4 separate regions of the Mus musculus genome follow, and all the other regions are linked to region 4. Evidence: chromatin contacts called from public Hi-C, HiChIP or PLAC-seq and promoter capture Hi-C data. All regions are on one chromosome and are shown on one strand. Each heading gives the region's core, a stretch centred on a gene start, on an enhancer-like site or on the middle of the called end of the contact. The rest is flanking DNA. Distances are from core to core; before and after follow the strand shown.

Region 1 (3,605 bases), core at 463-2,962, 160 kb before region 4:
GAGGGTCCTCTGTCACTCTTGGCCTCTTCTGAGGCAGGCCTTTGTCTCAGCTAGGCTGAAAGCCAGTGGACCCCAACATCTGTCTGTCTCTGCCTCCCTTGGAGTTAGACTTACAGGTATTTGTATAAATACTGGCTCATTGTGTGGGTGCTAGAATTCAAACTCTGGTCCTCACAATTTTGCAGCAAGTGCTTTTAATTGCTGAGCCATGTCTCCAGCCCCGTCTCCTCCACCTTTAACTGTCCCATACCATCTTTCCATGGATGAAACACAATTAAGTGTCTTTATGTCTTATCTTTATATATCCAGGTTGTTTTGTGTTTTACTATGGTAAAAGATTCTCAAATGAACATAGTCATGGTTTCTGTGTGCACGCACATGTTTGTCCAGGTTCATGTACGTGCTTGTGGCTTCTGTGTGTATGTGTGTGCATGTGTGTCCAGGTGTATGCAAGTGAATGTGGAGGCCAGAGAACAACCTTTGGGTATCAGGTGCCACCTGTAATAATAATAATAATAATAAATAAATTTATTGTTGTTGTATATGGCATAATATTATATAATTATATATTAATCATATGTAATATGGTATGTATAATATACAATGTATCATGTATAATATTATCTATAATATTAATAGTGATTATAATTATTATTATTTAGAATGAGTCTCTTATTGACCTGGAATAACCCCAAGTAGGTTAGGCTGGCTGAGTATCTCAGGAATCTACCCTTCTCTGCCTCACTGGTGCTGGGAATACAGTAATGTAAGTGAGTGCCAACACTCCTGAGCTTTCTCTTTCTTTCACTCTTTTCTCTCTTTCTTTCCTCCTTTCCTCCCTGCCTCCTCTCTTTCTCTCTTTCTCTCTCTTTCTTTCTTTGTTTCTTTCTTTCTTTCTTCCTCCTTCCTCTCTTTTTCTCTCTCTTTCTCTCTCTCTCTTTCTCTCTCTTTCTCTCTCTCTTTCTTTCTCTCTTTCTTTCTCTCTTTCTTTCTCTCTTTCTTTCTCTCTTTCTTTCTCTCTCTCTCTCTCTCTCTCTCTCTCTCTCTCTCTCTCTCTCTCTCTCTCTTTCTTTCTTTCTTTCTTTCTTTCTTTCTCCTGAGTACTTTGACCAAACTCAGTTCCTCAGTTTGCAAGGCAAGTGATTTCCCAACTGAGCCAGCCCAGTCAAATTGTGTCTTTTATTTGGTTTGCATCCCTAGATAGAACTGAAATTAATGGCTATTTAGGGGAGTTCCTATTATTAAATATGTCAGCTTTCCATTGCTGTGACAAATTGCCTCAGGTAAAACTTAGAGGGGGAAAGATTTGTTTTGGATCACAATTTCAAAGGTTTCACTCCAAGCCTTTGGTTTGAGGACAGGAACTTGGCCATGAATGTTGACAGAACCCACGGCTTTAAGAAGGGCAATGAGGTCATTGTGTTGACCCAGTAGCATCCTGGCTCTGGGTGCATCAACACTGATCATAGAGCCTGTGCCTTGTTTGTCTCCTGGAACCCTTCCCTTCCTATCCTAGGCCAGCAACACTTGTAGTGTTGTCTCTGGGCCACGGTGTGGTGCTAGTGGGCTGGGGCATCATGGGAAATGAATACCTCTAAAAAACGTGCAGTAGAGCCAGGCTGTGCCTCCTGTAGTTCTACCTGAGCCAGGACAGAAGGACGAATGCAGGACTGGAAACCCTCTGACTTTATCACAAGAGGGCAGCAACAACCCTGTGTACTTTGTTCCTGTACAGGGTTGACCATAGAACTGTCAGCCCCACCCAGGAACCAGGAAACAGCTAGCTAGAGTAGGAGCTTAGGGCAACGGGCCAAGGTTCCAGAGTAGATAACCTTTGCCCTTGTTCTGACTTGCTTTCCCAATATCCTTAACCACCCTAACTCTTCTTTGTACACTGAGCTCTTCTGTTCCAGGACGCCAGCCACTCAGCTGTCTCTGCAGACAAACCCTCAGCCCTGGTCCACCATCCATTCTCCCTGTTCCCACAGCTATCACCAGGCCTGTCGCTGTCAAGCCCACCTGTGTGTCCATAGACACCAGCTGATAAATATCAGCAAGGCCATCACCTCGAGGAAGCCAGGATGCAGAGACAATGGGAGAGCAGGGGGCTGAGAACAAGTTATTACAATCTGTGAGGGTATATCCTCAAGGCCATGGTCCTTTTAAGTAGGTCTCACCTCCTGCTTCTATCACTTCTCACTATCCAATCAAATTATAAACCCAAGTCAGTAGATTCACTCATTGATGACATCAGTTAGTCAGGTTCTCCCTAACCCAATCACCTGGCAACTAACCAAGGGTTAGCACATGGCCTTTGGGGGTAAATTTAGATCTAAACTGGACCAGCATGGTAGTACACGTGTTTAATTCCAGCACTTGGGATATACTTTTAGGGACAAAACTATAGTACAAAAAGTTACAGACTAGATGTTAAATGCCTCCTGTAAGCTCTTGTGTTTAATTACTTGGTCCCCAGTTACAGGCACAGGGAATATAGTATATTTAGGAGACAGAGAATCTCTGGAGAAAGTAGAAGGTAGGATTTCAGTTTCTGTTGTTGGCGTTTGGTTGCTTACGACAGAGTCTTATAGTATAGCCCCTGCCAGCTGGAACCGACTATGTAGACCAGGCTGGCTTTGAACCCAGAGATTTATCTCCCCTCCTGAGTGCTGGGATTGCAGATGTGTTGTACCACGCCTGGTTGCCTTGAGGTTTCTAGCCCAGCACAACTTTCTGTTCTGTTAACACTCTGCCTCCTGAAGTGGGTAGGATGTGACTAGGCATAGCCTGTTCCTGCCAGCATGCCTTCCCTGGCATACAGGTCTGAATACCTTCTCAAGCAGTGAGTCAACCCAAACCCTTCCTCCCTTAAAGTTCTTCTTGGCAGGTACATAGAAAAGCAACTAACAGACACAGCTTTTGTTTTAGTGTGCCTTTCTCAGAGTTAGCCACTGGGAACTCTCCATCTTCCTCTAAATACAAGGAACTCATCCCTTTAAAGGTAACCCTACTCCTTTATCTTGGAATGATTGGCTTTGACCTTTAGAATGTATAGAAATGTGATTATCAGATAAAACAGAGATGCTCAGTTGTGCTATAGTCTCTCTCTCTCTCTCTCTCTCTCTCTCTCTCTCTCTCTCTCTGTGTGTGTGTGTGTGTGTGTGATTTTTGTACCAGTCCCTGCTCTGAACACTTTTGGGGGGAAGTCTTGAGTTACAGAGATGAAAGACTCCTCCTCTGTGATCCATAACAATTAATTTCACTCAAAATTGAATTTATGTTGGTTATATAACTCTTGGGACGTCCCTAAGGATGGAGCGAGCCATCAAGAAAACCGACCACATGATTGAAAGGTTGGAACTTTGCTCCTACCCCAGACCTCTAGAGATAGAAGAGGAGCTAGAGAACAAATCTATCCACCAACAATCAATGATTTGATTAGTCAGCCTCTGCCTATAACAGAAGTTTATATAAACCCCCAAAGAGGCTGGGAGTATAGCTCAGTTGGCAGAGGGCTTGCTGAGCATGTCCAATGGCCTACGTTCACTCATCAATAGTACATACAGTAAACATGGTGATGCAGGTCTGTAATTCCAGAACCGAGG
Region 2 (3,473 bases), core at 623-3,122, 240 kb before region 4:
GGCTAATTCTAATTTTTAAAATGGCTCTAACATCCAACAACTGATCAATTAAACTACAAAAGGATAAACTTAAACACATACACAGAAACACTTCAGGGAGGTGACACTGGATTAAAAGAAAACCTAACTTTAATAAAATGTCAACTAAGAAAATACATAGAAATTCCAAGACTAGACTAGTGTTTTCCAAGAAAAAAAAAGTTTTCTGTTGTTTCCAGCTGCCTGACAAAATTACAAATAAAGGCAGAAGAGTTTTAACTAGTGTGGAGGGAAAGAAAAGGCATCGCTTAAATAACTGTGGTAGGGAGAATAAGAGGAAAAAGGTTGGCAACTATCCTCAAAACCACTGATGTATTTGGGGGATTCGAGATCAGACAGGCCTCTTCCTCCACCAAGGATTTCAACGTAGAACATAAAAAAATGTACAGTCTTCTCTCTAGGTCACTACCCAGAGCAAGTTGTAACTCTTGACAAGGTTCATTAATACAAAACCACTACTTTAAAGTCATTTTAGTCAACCACACTACTATCAGAAACAATTACTTTAAATCAAACACATTCCTTTATACCCCCTTTCAGTTTTCAAGACACAGTCACAAAACGAACGTGAACAAACGTTTAGGTTCCAGGGTGCGTCCCTTCTCTCCCCTCTGTCTCCCTCCGTGGACACACAAGAACATTTTTTTTTCTAGTTCAGACATATTGATACCTACCACTCATAATGTACTCTTTATGCAACCTGCTTAATTTTGAAAGTTCTAATAAGACGTGGTAACGTTCGAGACGAAAAACTACCTTATAAGGCTATAAAAGACGGAAAGCAGGAAGCGGCTTTGACAAAACTAAGGAAGTTGCAGCGCGCTTGCTCACCAAGGGACTTTTTTGAGGCAAGAGCTATAACCCCCGTGAGATCCTCCTCGCTGGAACTGACTTGGTTCAATGGGTAGTGGGAGATGGCTACGAATGGGTGTGGGCGGAAACCAGGCGGCGCGTGGGTCCGCTGCAAAAGCCCCCCATGCTAGCTTCCCATTTTCACAGCCTGGTTCGTCGCTCTCCCCACCCACACGCCCTAAGAGATCGAGAGTTGTCACCGCGATCTTGCAAAATCTGCAAGGAGCGCTTCTCTCTCTCTCTCTCTCTCTCTCTCTCTCTCTCTCTCTCTCTCTCTCTCTCTCTCTCTCTCTTTTCCTTGCTCCTAGGTCTGGAGGTCCTCGGTGGGTGCCCTGCTTCACAGGCAGCAAAGGGGAGAGAAGGGAAAGGACAGCCAGGTGGGCCAGACGGCCTCCTCGGAAAGGAAGGGCCTGGAAAAGATCTCTGTCCCGGGAGGCTCCCGGCACCACCCCTCGCCAGTCTGGCCGGCTCCCCCCATTCATCTCCCTCCTCCGCCCGTCCCCGGCCTCAGTCTCCCCCACCCCGAAGACCCGCCGTACCCCGTGCCACAGTCCACCACACAGGCCGGCAGCCGTCCCGCCATCTTCCTCCTCGCCCGCCGCTGCCGTCCGTTCCGTGCTGCTGAGAGGCCGGGGAGCTAGAGATGGGAGCTGGCTGACCATGCACCGGCCCGGGCCGCCCTCGGTCGGGAGGGAGGGAGGAAGGGAGGGAGCTGTGGGAAGCCCGAGCAGGAGCGAGTGAGCAGTCGGCTAGTACTTCCGCAAGCCCAGCAGGCTGGCCGGCCGGCAGGCTGGCTGTCCCCGCCCTACCCTGCCGCGGCCTCCTCCTCTACCCCTCCGCTCTCCGCCCTCCTCCTCCTCCTCCTCGCTCCCGCCCCCACCCTACAACTTCTTCCCCCTCGCACTGCCTTTCCGCGGGGAGCCAAGATGGCCGCCGCTGCCGACGCCCCGGCCAGGCCAGGCCCCAGGCCGCGATCGCTCCCACTTCCGGTTCCGGGTGGGAGGAGCGAGCACGCGCGCGCGTGCGTGCGATGTACTGTGCGGCCGCCCGGCCCCGGCTCCCTTCCGGATAGCCAGAAAGTCCACTTTGGGTTTTCAAATAGCTGGAAGCCCAGAAGCCAAGCTGAGCTTGAAGGGGGTCCAGAAGCGGCTACGCATGCGCAGTGGCGCGCAGCTGTGGGTCGCGGCTCCGCTTCCGACTTGCGAAGATTCCAGTTCGCATTTTCTGGCCGGTGGCAGCCCAGAAGTCAGGCAGTTATTTAGTTAGGAAGCTGGCTTTTGGTGGTGGTGGGTGTTGAGTGTGTTTCTTCTCTGCTAACTTGAGCCATGGGCAGGAGGCTTTCTACTGTGGGGTGAAGGGCTAATTGGAAACGTGGTCAGCGGCATGTCCCCATAATCGCTGTAGGTGAGCAGTCAGAAAAGGGATGTGTCCTGAGATTTATGTCAGTTATACTATTGCATTGTAGTTTGCAAGCTCCCCAAAATGGTGGGCCTTTGCTTTTAAGACAGGCAAGGATCCAAGACGTTAGGTTGAACAATAACAAACCCACCTTCTTCAGGGTTTGGGGATTCCTGTGTGTCTTCCAAGAAAGGCAAGTGTTGGATCAGTGACATGGCTTAGCAGGTAAAGATGCTTGCACTCACTAACCTGAGTTTGAGCCCTTGGAGATCCACATGCTGGAAGGAATGAAAAGACCCCCACAAGTTGTTCTTTGATTTTGCGCACATCCTCCCCCTCATAAGAAAATATAAAACAAAAATTAAAAAATCAAGTTTCCCAGAGGTTATGCTCTACATAGCCTGTACAAATGGCCTTTATTTGGGTTTTGGGGTGATGATAAACTTCTTTCAAGAGTAGTGAGATTATCTCCGGCCTTTAAGAAAGGCCAGTGTCCCAGAGGTTGTGTTCTACAAAATAGACTCTGTGCAGGTGGCCTCTATTCCGGTTGAAGTGACAATGAATTTCCTTCTGTGGAGTGCTGTTAACGTGATACCAACTTTTTCTAGTTGGAAAAAAAAAGAAAAAGAAAAAGAAAGAAAGATGAGAAAAAGATATGTATTTTTTTACATCACAGACTTAAAAAGTAATACTTTTAAAACTTGAATACATCAGAGTAACATAGAAAGCTTAAAGTATGTTGCTGGGTCATCTCCCAGGGGATTAGGCAAAATCAATGTGCAGTAGAACCTGAGAATTTACTTTCTCATCAGCAGGAACCTGGAAAGTTAATAGCTTTCCTTCCCAACAGGCTTGTCTTTTATTTATTCTTTAGCAATCCCATACATGTAAATGCTATATCTTGATTGAATTTACCCAGAACCTTCTCTCTGGCTCCCCTGGATATCCCAATGTATTCCTCCTCCTCCTCCTCCTCCTCCTCCTCCTCCTCCTCCTCCTCCTCCTCCTCCTCCTTTTCTCCTCTTCCTCTTCTTCCTCTTCTTCCTCCTCCCTTCCTGTCCCCTCTGATTTTCATTTATTTTTTGGTAATCTCCTGAATCCAGTCAGTTTGGTTGAAATGCTGACTGATCTTGGCTAGATCTTCAGGAAACTATAACTGCAAAATCTGTGTCATGTCCAGAAGA
Region 3 (3,695 bases), core at 847-3,346, 240 kb after region 4:
GTCCCCTGGGAAGAAGCCCTGGCAATTAACCCTAATGAGTTTAAAGTAACTTCCAACTCTTCATTTCCCCAGAACTGTAAAAAGTACATCTGTGCTAACCAGTGAGTGTATATGTATGTGTGTGTGTGTGTGTGTGTGTGTGTGTGTGTGTGCCCAAGTGCATGTGTAACACACAGTAGCATGTGTGTTACATCAGTCAGGATCTTTTCCTGTAATTTAATACCCTCCTTTCCCAGCCTTCCAAGGGGGTCGGAGGGGGAAAGAGTATCTTACCAGCACTTTGCTCCATCACTTCTTTCTGACACATGTCTTGAACGTTCACGGTGCAATTTACGATGAACTCAGGGGATGAGCAATCGTTGTTCAGCTGGAATTCTTCACACTGGTAGCACTGAATTTGCAGCGCCAGCCCTGTGGGACAGATGCGGTGGGGTTCAGAAACACTGGTTAAGATCTGGCTTGCACAGAGCACATCCTGGCTGGCCGGTATCACCGTGTACTGCCCCAGACAACAAGGGCTTCTGGGCTCTGCATCCTGATGTTCAGGAAGGCTGGAGGTGCCTGAAGCCAGCAGGGGGCGGCGGCATCAGTTCCCAGGGTCTAGGAGGATAAAGCCCTGCCAGAGACCCTACATTTCTTCTCTAGACACAAACAGCTCCTATAACACCCCTCCGGCCTTTCCGCAAGAAGTTGCAAAGAGACCGGTGAGAGTTCAAATCCCAGATCAAAGTAGTGGGGTACAAGCTTGAGCTCCTGTCTGAGCCTAATTACTAATTGGCTACAAATTGGTTAATTACTATTTTGGCACCGTTCATAATTGCATTGGCTGACGCGTTTTCGGTTTTATTTATTTAATCTTTTAAGTCAGCGTTCATGGGCTGAGGCTCTGATGCTTCCTGGAGACCACCCTGCAACCTGGGGGGGGGGGGAGGTGCTGGATGCTAAGTATCCCTGCTCAGTCCTCCAGCTCAGGCTCCCTTCTTGTGATCAGCGACAGGGGCAGCTGCTGCTGAGGGTTGGAGAGGATGTAATGAGAGAGTGCCTGCGTTGGATGTGCGCGTCTGCTTAGGGACCACCACAATGCAGCCCTTTTAGACCTGTCTTGTGACCCCTTTTTTTGAAAAACATGGCTGTTGGAAAAAAATTCTGATAGCTTAGAGTCCGCGATCAGGAGCAGTTACTTACCATATTTTCCTGGTTGCTCTCCTCTGATCTGGGAGCTTCTCTTTGGGCCGCATGCCCCTTCCTAACACCCTACCGATCGCAGGAAGAGCACAGCTAGCTCACTCAGTCCGGAAGGGCTGCTCCCCCGCCCCCAGCAGAGGATTGTCCGGCGAGTCGCTCACCTGTCAGCGTCGCCGCTCCCTTGGGTGGCCACAAACACTGGGTAACTTGACTAGGTTGGAGGCTTGTCGCTCCTTTTCCTGTCTCGCCCAACTCAAGGACCCTCCCCAATCCCAGCTCTGTATCCCCGACTGTGTACCCCACGCAGCTGCAGCCAAGAGTCGCGCCAATCTGCCGCTCTCGGCTCTCCTGCAGCGCGGGACTTGGAGAGCGTCCCAGTCTAGCGCCTTTGGTCTCAGTTTCCAGCACCAAACTCCCGCTGGGTAGCCCCAGCGCAGCGCGGACCACAGCTGGGCGCACTGGGGCTGAGAGCAGGGACGCTTGGCGAGATAGCAGGAGCGTGTCTGGCCAGGCAGCTGGCCTCTTCATCTTCTTACCTGGAAGCCAGAACAATCCGCAAAAAGTTGCTGCGATGCCGAGAACCCACATCCTCCCGGATCGGCAGGGCCGGGAGCGGGCAAGAGCATCAGAGACCACGACCGCAGCGGAGGCTGTTCTGGCCGCGGCGACAGTAGCTGCCGAGGCTGCCGAGGCTCGCGCTGCTGCCGCCCAAGCGACGGCTGCCACCGAGAGGAGCCGCAGGTGTCGCCCGCGGCGCCCGCATCGCCCGCGCCGGGGGCTCCCAGAGGCTGGTCCCAGGCTCCTTGGATTCGCGCTCCCTGGGGCGGAGCGCAGCGCCTCCGGAGGAGTTGGCTGCTGAGGCTTGAAGAACTACTGGCGATCCGGAGCACCCAAAAAAGTCTCGCCTCTTCTGCCCCCACCCCTCCCACTCCGGGTACCACGTGACGGCTGCTGAGTTGTGGTGGGGGTGGAGGGCGGGGAAGGCTGGGACTGTCTCTCTACTGTCCCCACCCCTTTCTGCCACCCTTTTAGCCTACCTCCTCTAGTTCCTTGGAAAGGAGCGCCTGCTGGGTTCGGGAGTAGTGTTGACAGAGGTTAGGAATAAGGAGGTGACTAGGGCGCAGCAGGTGCCATCAGGACCTGTCCTATGCGAACTCGGAGACCCGAGTGCTAGGCTGCGGTACCCTTCCCTTCCAGGTGTTATGTTCCCTTTCGGTGCTAACAGTACCCTTGCAATTGGGTCTCGCCCACCCAGCCCGGCGTCTTCTATCACTCGCTGCCCCCTGGCCCTCTGGGTGACTGCCCTGGATAAAGCGAAGGGCTGTTTCTGAGCACCTGGCAAAGTTGCGGAGCAGCGAGTTCCCTGGGGTGTCCGACGCAGCCGCGCCTCTTCCTGAGAGAAACCCACCTCACTGGCCACCTGGGTCTTCCAGCAGAATGCCTGCGAGTACGATGGTGACCCTACCGCAGCTAGCTCGCTTAGCCCAACCACCATCTCCTCACCTGCTTGCATGCACCGCAGGGGGATGCATTGACTCAGCCTCGGTCTCCTAGCCCAGAAATAAAGCTACCTGGGGAGTGGACACCCGGATCTGTGCTCTCACTGAAAAGCAAATGGGTCTGACTGCTCCCCCAAGCCACCAGCTATGGGTATACACTCCTTACAGCGCTAAAGCATGGCCAATTGGCCATAGGCTGCCTCCCTCCTCCACTACTCCCCTTTCTGACAATTCTAAGTGACCCACCTTGCGTATTCCCGGGACACCACGGTGTTATTTTGCCTTCCTGGTGGAGCTTTGTGGAAGACTGTGCTGTGCACAGAGCAGGCAGTCGCAGCTCTTGGTGCCCCCGCCCACAACCCCCGCGCATTTCCACCCACCCCCACCCCTGATTTGGGATTTGGGAGATTCGGTGGAAACCCGTGGCTAAGCATCACCCCTCTCCTGTGAGGTCTCCCGAGGGGAAGTGGTCTCTCAGCTGGGATGTGATCATTTATGTCCCTACCCTGCCAGCAGAGCAGGTTTGAAAGAGGCATAAATGACTTTCTTGTAATTCCTTTGCAGAGATCGGTCCATAGCTGCCTCAGGCTCATTCTCCCCCACCCCTCCCCCTCATTTCTAGCTGGTTAACTCCTTGGGGAGACAAGGATGCTTTGCCCATTACTCGCTTGTCTGAAGTGTGGATCTTAACAATTGTTCGAATTACTATTACAGTAGCAAGAGGGTTGGCTTATTTATTCTTTCAGGGAAACCTCTCCACAGAGCAAGCGTGAGACATAATTATAATAATCACGGGACCAACCTCTCCCTGAACAAAGTTCTTTTCTGCTCTTATAGGGTGTAATTGTGATAAGACCTTTATTCCAAAATGAAATGAAACAAAAGAATTTTTTCTAAAGACAAGGAGGATACTTTACACGCAGCTTGAATTTAAGGTAATGAAATCCAAATACAACAAATTGCACAAATACAATAACACTGGTCATACAATACTCTATAAAGATACAAGTG
Region 4 (3,550 bases), core at 708-3,207:
TCCTGGACAAATGGAATTGTATTTCCTGCACCCATGTCTGTTTTCCCCTAGCAATTCAGCGTTGAGGTCTCTGATCTGCTTGGAATTGATTTGGGGGCAGGGTGATAACTATGGCTCTTTTTCACTATTCTACAGTACGGTCATCCATCCCAGTGTGGGCAGTGCCATCCCTAGACAGGTAGCCCTGGGGTGGATGAGAAAGAAGCTAGCAGGCCTGGAGCGTGGGTAAGCTAGCAAATCCTGAGTCTCCATGTGTTCTGTTTCAGTTCCTACCCTGACTTCCCTCCAAGACTGACCTAGGGAGTAAAAACCAAGTAAAAGCCCTTCACCTCAAGTTGCTTTGGCTAGGAGTTTGTTAACATAGCAACCCAAAGCAAGCTAAAACACACAGTGAAAAGGTGACTACAAACAATTCCCTTGTTTCCTTGTGCCCCAGAGCTACTGTTAAGTGTGTTACACCTGTGGTCTCTTGCTATACTTATTGAGCCTCAAAGTACTATTAACTTAAGTCCCAAGTTAGGGGACTTGAGTTAATAATATCTAGATACATTTACCCTGTACAACTGCAAACCAGCACCCTTCAGTGCACCTCCTTTCCTTCGCTGTCTCTGGGAATTGCCCTTCTCAGCTTCCTGTCTTTATGTATTTGAATTTTTCTTAAGATTTCACACAGAGTGGGGGATGTGGCTCAGTTGGTAGAGGGTTTGTCCAGCATTTGTGAAGCCCTAGGTCTCAATGTCTCACAAAGAGTGGTGTTAAATGCCTGAAATTCCAGCACTTGGAAGGGGGAGGCAGAAGGATCAGGAGTTCAAGATTTTACTGGCCTATATGGTGTTGGAAGCCAGCCTGTGTTACCTGAAACCATCTTTCAAAAAACAAGCAATAGACAACCAACCCAAAGAAGTAATTTTATGACCCAAGGGGACTCAGTTATCTTCTGTCTTTGAAGTGTTAACCCAGGTATGGTGATCCAGACAAGGAAAAGCTGTTGTCAGGATGGGTAGGGACTATACACAGTCTAATTCTTCAGGACAGTAGTGCTTGGCTTACAGTGACTTCCCCAAGTCCCCACTTAGCAATGTCTGCACACACGTTGACTGTTGGGTGCATATGTCCACTCACTTTCTTTCGATTTTCGATTCTAGAGTTACATGGAATTTCTACACTGAAAAGCTCAACCTGAGCATTAGAATCCCTCCACCCGTTTAAGAGGAGGGGTGTGTGTGTGTGAGGGGGGTGAGAGGGGTGAGGGGGGACGGGACCTCTTTGAGAGCCCATGAGCTCCTGCTGTGGTCCTCTAGCTTGTGGAAACAGCTTCCCTTGAAGGACTTGCTTCCCTAACCAGGTATCTAGAACACAGGCACCCCTTTCGCATCCACCTACATTCCCAGCCCCTGGGGAGAGAATGGCTTCGTGACACAACCACCAACTGCGGTATGGAGAGGCAGCGTGCACTATGCACATGAGGAGGCTTGGAGCCAAGCCAGACTTCAAAAATGGTCTTATTAGCCAGGTTGGGGATGACTTCCAGGTAGTAATTCATTGCAAATACCTGGGTATCTTATAACCTAGGCACTACTGGGAGCGCACTTGCAGAGTTTTCAGGGCAAGCCACAGCCCAACCAGTCTTGCAAGGCAGGGCATCTCAGATACAGGAGTTTATAGATGATTGCCTCTCTCCATGGCCGGGAGAGACCTCCGCCTTCCCAGGTGCCACACCTACTCGGTTTGCCGGTCCCAAGAAACCTCAAAGACTGGCCAGGAGAAGGCTGCAAGAGCGAGGGGGTGGGGAGGTGCTGTTCCTTTTCCTGCCACAATCTGTGTTGAGTCAGACCCTGAGGCTGGCTGGGCTGGTTCTGCTGCAGGCTGCTAAGCAGAATGGGCTGTGGTTAATGATTGACCCGTGTGAGACCTCTTCCCTTCCCTTCTGAAAGGCAGTCGGGGAGGCCAGTGCCAGGGACCTGGAAGGGAGAGGAGGATCCGCCGCCAGACAGAGTTCTGCGGCTCTTACTCAGAGTTGAGTAGGGAGGTCAGAGCCTCCTCCGGACTGGTCCCTCCTCACCCGGAGTGACTATCTCCAAACCCCACCGCCACCCACTGCGTCGCCAGGGATTCTAGGGTGAATTATTCCAGGAAGTTACAATGAGAGAGCCGAAAAACTAAGTCACTCCTGGCCAGCCAACCACAGTGACAGAAAAGTGTTGCGCCCACGCTGGTGAGTTGCGGGGCTTCTTTGGGAGGCCGAAGAAAGGGCAGTGGAGACATTTGGGGACCTGGTGGTCTGGGTCTCTCTTCCTCATGGCTTCATCCAGTGGCTCCAACCACATCTGCTCCCGTGTCATCGATCACAGCCATGTTCCTGAATTTGAGGTGGCCACTTGGATCAAAATCACCCTCATCTTGGTGTACCTGATCATCTTTGTGGTAGGCATCTTGGGCAACAGCGTCACCATCAGGGTTACGCAGGTATTGCAGAAGAAGGGCTATTTGCAGAAGGAGGTGACAGATCACATGGTCAGTTTGGCTTGTTCAGATATCTTGGTCTTTTTGATTGGCATGCCCATGGAGTTCTACAGCATCATTTGGAACCCCCTGACCACACCCAGCTATGCTCTGTCCTGTAAGCTCCACACGTTCCTCTTTGAGACGTGCAGCTACGCCACACTGCTGCACGTGCTGACCCTCAGCTTTGAGCGCTACATTGCCATTTGTCATCCCTTCAAGTATAAAGCAGTGTCTGGACCTCGCCAGGTGAAACTGCTGATTGGCTTTGTATGGGTCACCTCCGCCCTGGTGGCACTGCCTTTGCTCTTTGCCATGGGTATCGAGTACCCTCTGGTAAACGTACCCACTCACAAGGGACTCAACTGCAACCTCTCTCGCACCCGCCACCACGATGAACCTGGAAACTCCAATATGTCCATCTGCACGAACCTCTCCAACCGTTGGGAGGTCTTCCAGTCCAGCATCTTTGGGGCCTTTGCTGTTTACCTGGTGGTCCTGGCGTCTGTGGCTTTCATGTGTTGGAATATGATGAAAGTGCTAATGAAGAGCAAGCAGGGCACTCTTGCAGGGACCGGGCCACAGCTCCAGCTGAGGAAGTCAGAGAGTGAGGAGAGCCGGACAGCAAGAAGACAGACCATCATATTCCTGAGTGAGTCTAGGTCGCGGTGGGGAGAGGGGGCTGGGGGGAGGAGGGGGGACGTGGGCCTTCTGGCCCGAGAAGTGAAACCCGGAGTTCACTGAGGCTAAAAAGCAGCAGCTAAATAAAGGTCTTGGTGCTTATTGGGGGGCGGGGAGGGGGGGGCGGGGGAGATGTCTCTTCTTTGTGTTTAGGAAAAATGTGGCCTGTGACATTGAAAGGTCTGGTACATTATTCCTATGACTTCAGGCTATAAACAAAGTATCTTAGATAAAGATACTGGGTGATAAGAGGGACAAATGAAATCACCCAGGTCGAGTGAGAGTTCCTTTGGACAGGGACAAGTCCTTCAGAGATAAAGAGAGATACTGCTATCTTACTGGATCCTTAGGCCAGAGAGCCTTAACT

Evidence for each region. Hi-C and Micro-C count contacts between places; a contact is called where the count stands out from the background. HiChIP or PLAC-seq counts read pairs in DNA pulled down with a chosen protein or histone mark. Capture Hi-C pulls out chosen DNA fragments and counts their contacts.
Region 1: a Hi-C map of liver shows a contact between it and region 4, with 2.3 times the contacts expected there. The contact joins the enhancer-like site here to the promoter of Gpr39 in region 4. A contact is called at or near these places in 1 of 39 promoter capture datasets (embryonic stem cells), 5 of 484 Hi-C or Micro-C datasets (the AML12 cell line, embryonic stem cells, liver and 1 more), 2 of 115 datasets of contacts at active chromatin or transcription factors (intestinal villus epithelium and pancreatic cancer cells) and 1 of 9 other capture datasets (adipose tissue).
Region 2: a contact with region 4 is called in a promoter capture Hi-C map of adipose tissue. The contact joins the promoter of Actr3 here to the promoter of Gpr39 in region 4. A contact is called at or near these places in 5 of 39 promoter capture datasets (the 3T3-L1 cell line, the HPC-7 cell line, liver and 1 more), 3 of 484 Hi-C or Micro-C datasets (the AML12 cell line, Sertoli cells and ventricular fibroblasts), 2 of 115 datasets of contacts at active chromatin or transcription factors (embryonic stem cells and pancreatic cancer cells) and 3 of 9 other capture datasets (adipose tissue, liver and pancreatic islet).
Region 3: a contact with region 4 is called in an HNF4G HiChIP or PLAC-seq map of pancreatic cancer cells. The contact joins the promoter of Lypd1 here to the promoter of Gpr39 in region 4. A contact is called at or near these places in 2 of 39 promoter capture datasets (the SN4741 cell line and hippocampal neurons), 4 of 484 Hi-C or Micro-C datasets (the HL-1 cell line and embryonic stem cells), 1 of 115 datasets of contacts at active chromatin or transcription factors (pancreatic cancer cells) and 2 of 9 other capture datasets (embryonic stem cells and pancreatic islet).

Annotation. Positions count from the first base shown.
Region 1 is chr1:125,517,694-125,521,298 of GRCm38.p6, forward strand. No RefSeq gene overlaps it. Among named protein-coding and RNA genes, the nearest start is that of Slc35f5, 42 kb to the right of the region's middle. Within about 2 kb of position 1,713, at least 57 of the 459 cell types and tissues checked have an H3K27ac peak or open chromatin away from gene starts, as enhancers often do. A contact at or near this core is called in adipose tissue, liver and pancreatic cancer cells, where this site is marked.
Region 2 is chr1:125,433,855-125,437,327 of GRCm38.p6, forward strand. It overlaps Actr3 (ARP3 actin-related protein 3), which reads right to left and starts at 1,873. Exons shown (of 12, transcript NM_023735.2): 1 at 1,431-1,873. The coding sequence starts at 1,474.
Region 3 is chr1:125,910,118-125,913,812 of GRCm38.p6, forward strand. Lypd1 (Ly6/Plaur domain containing 1) reads right to left here and starts at 2,097. Exons shown (of 3, transcript NM_145100.4): 1 at 1,722-2,097; 2 at 274-411. The coding sequence starts at 1,773. It overlaps Nckap5 (NCK-associated protein 5), which reads right to left. Exons shown (of 17, transcript NM_001081756.1): 17 at 3,519-3,695.
Region 4 is chr1:125,675,039-125,678,588 of GRCm38.p6, forward strand. Gpr39 (G protein-coupled receptor 39) reads left to right here and starts at 1,958. Exons shown (of 2, transcript NM_027677.2): 1 at 1,958-3,154. The coding sequence starts at 2,299.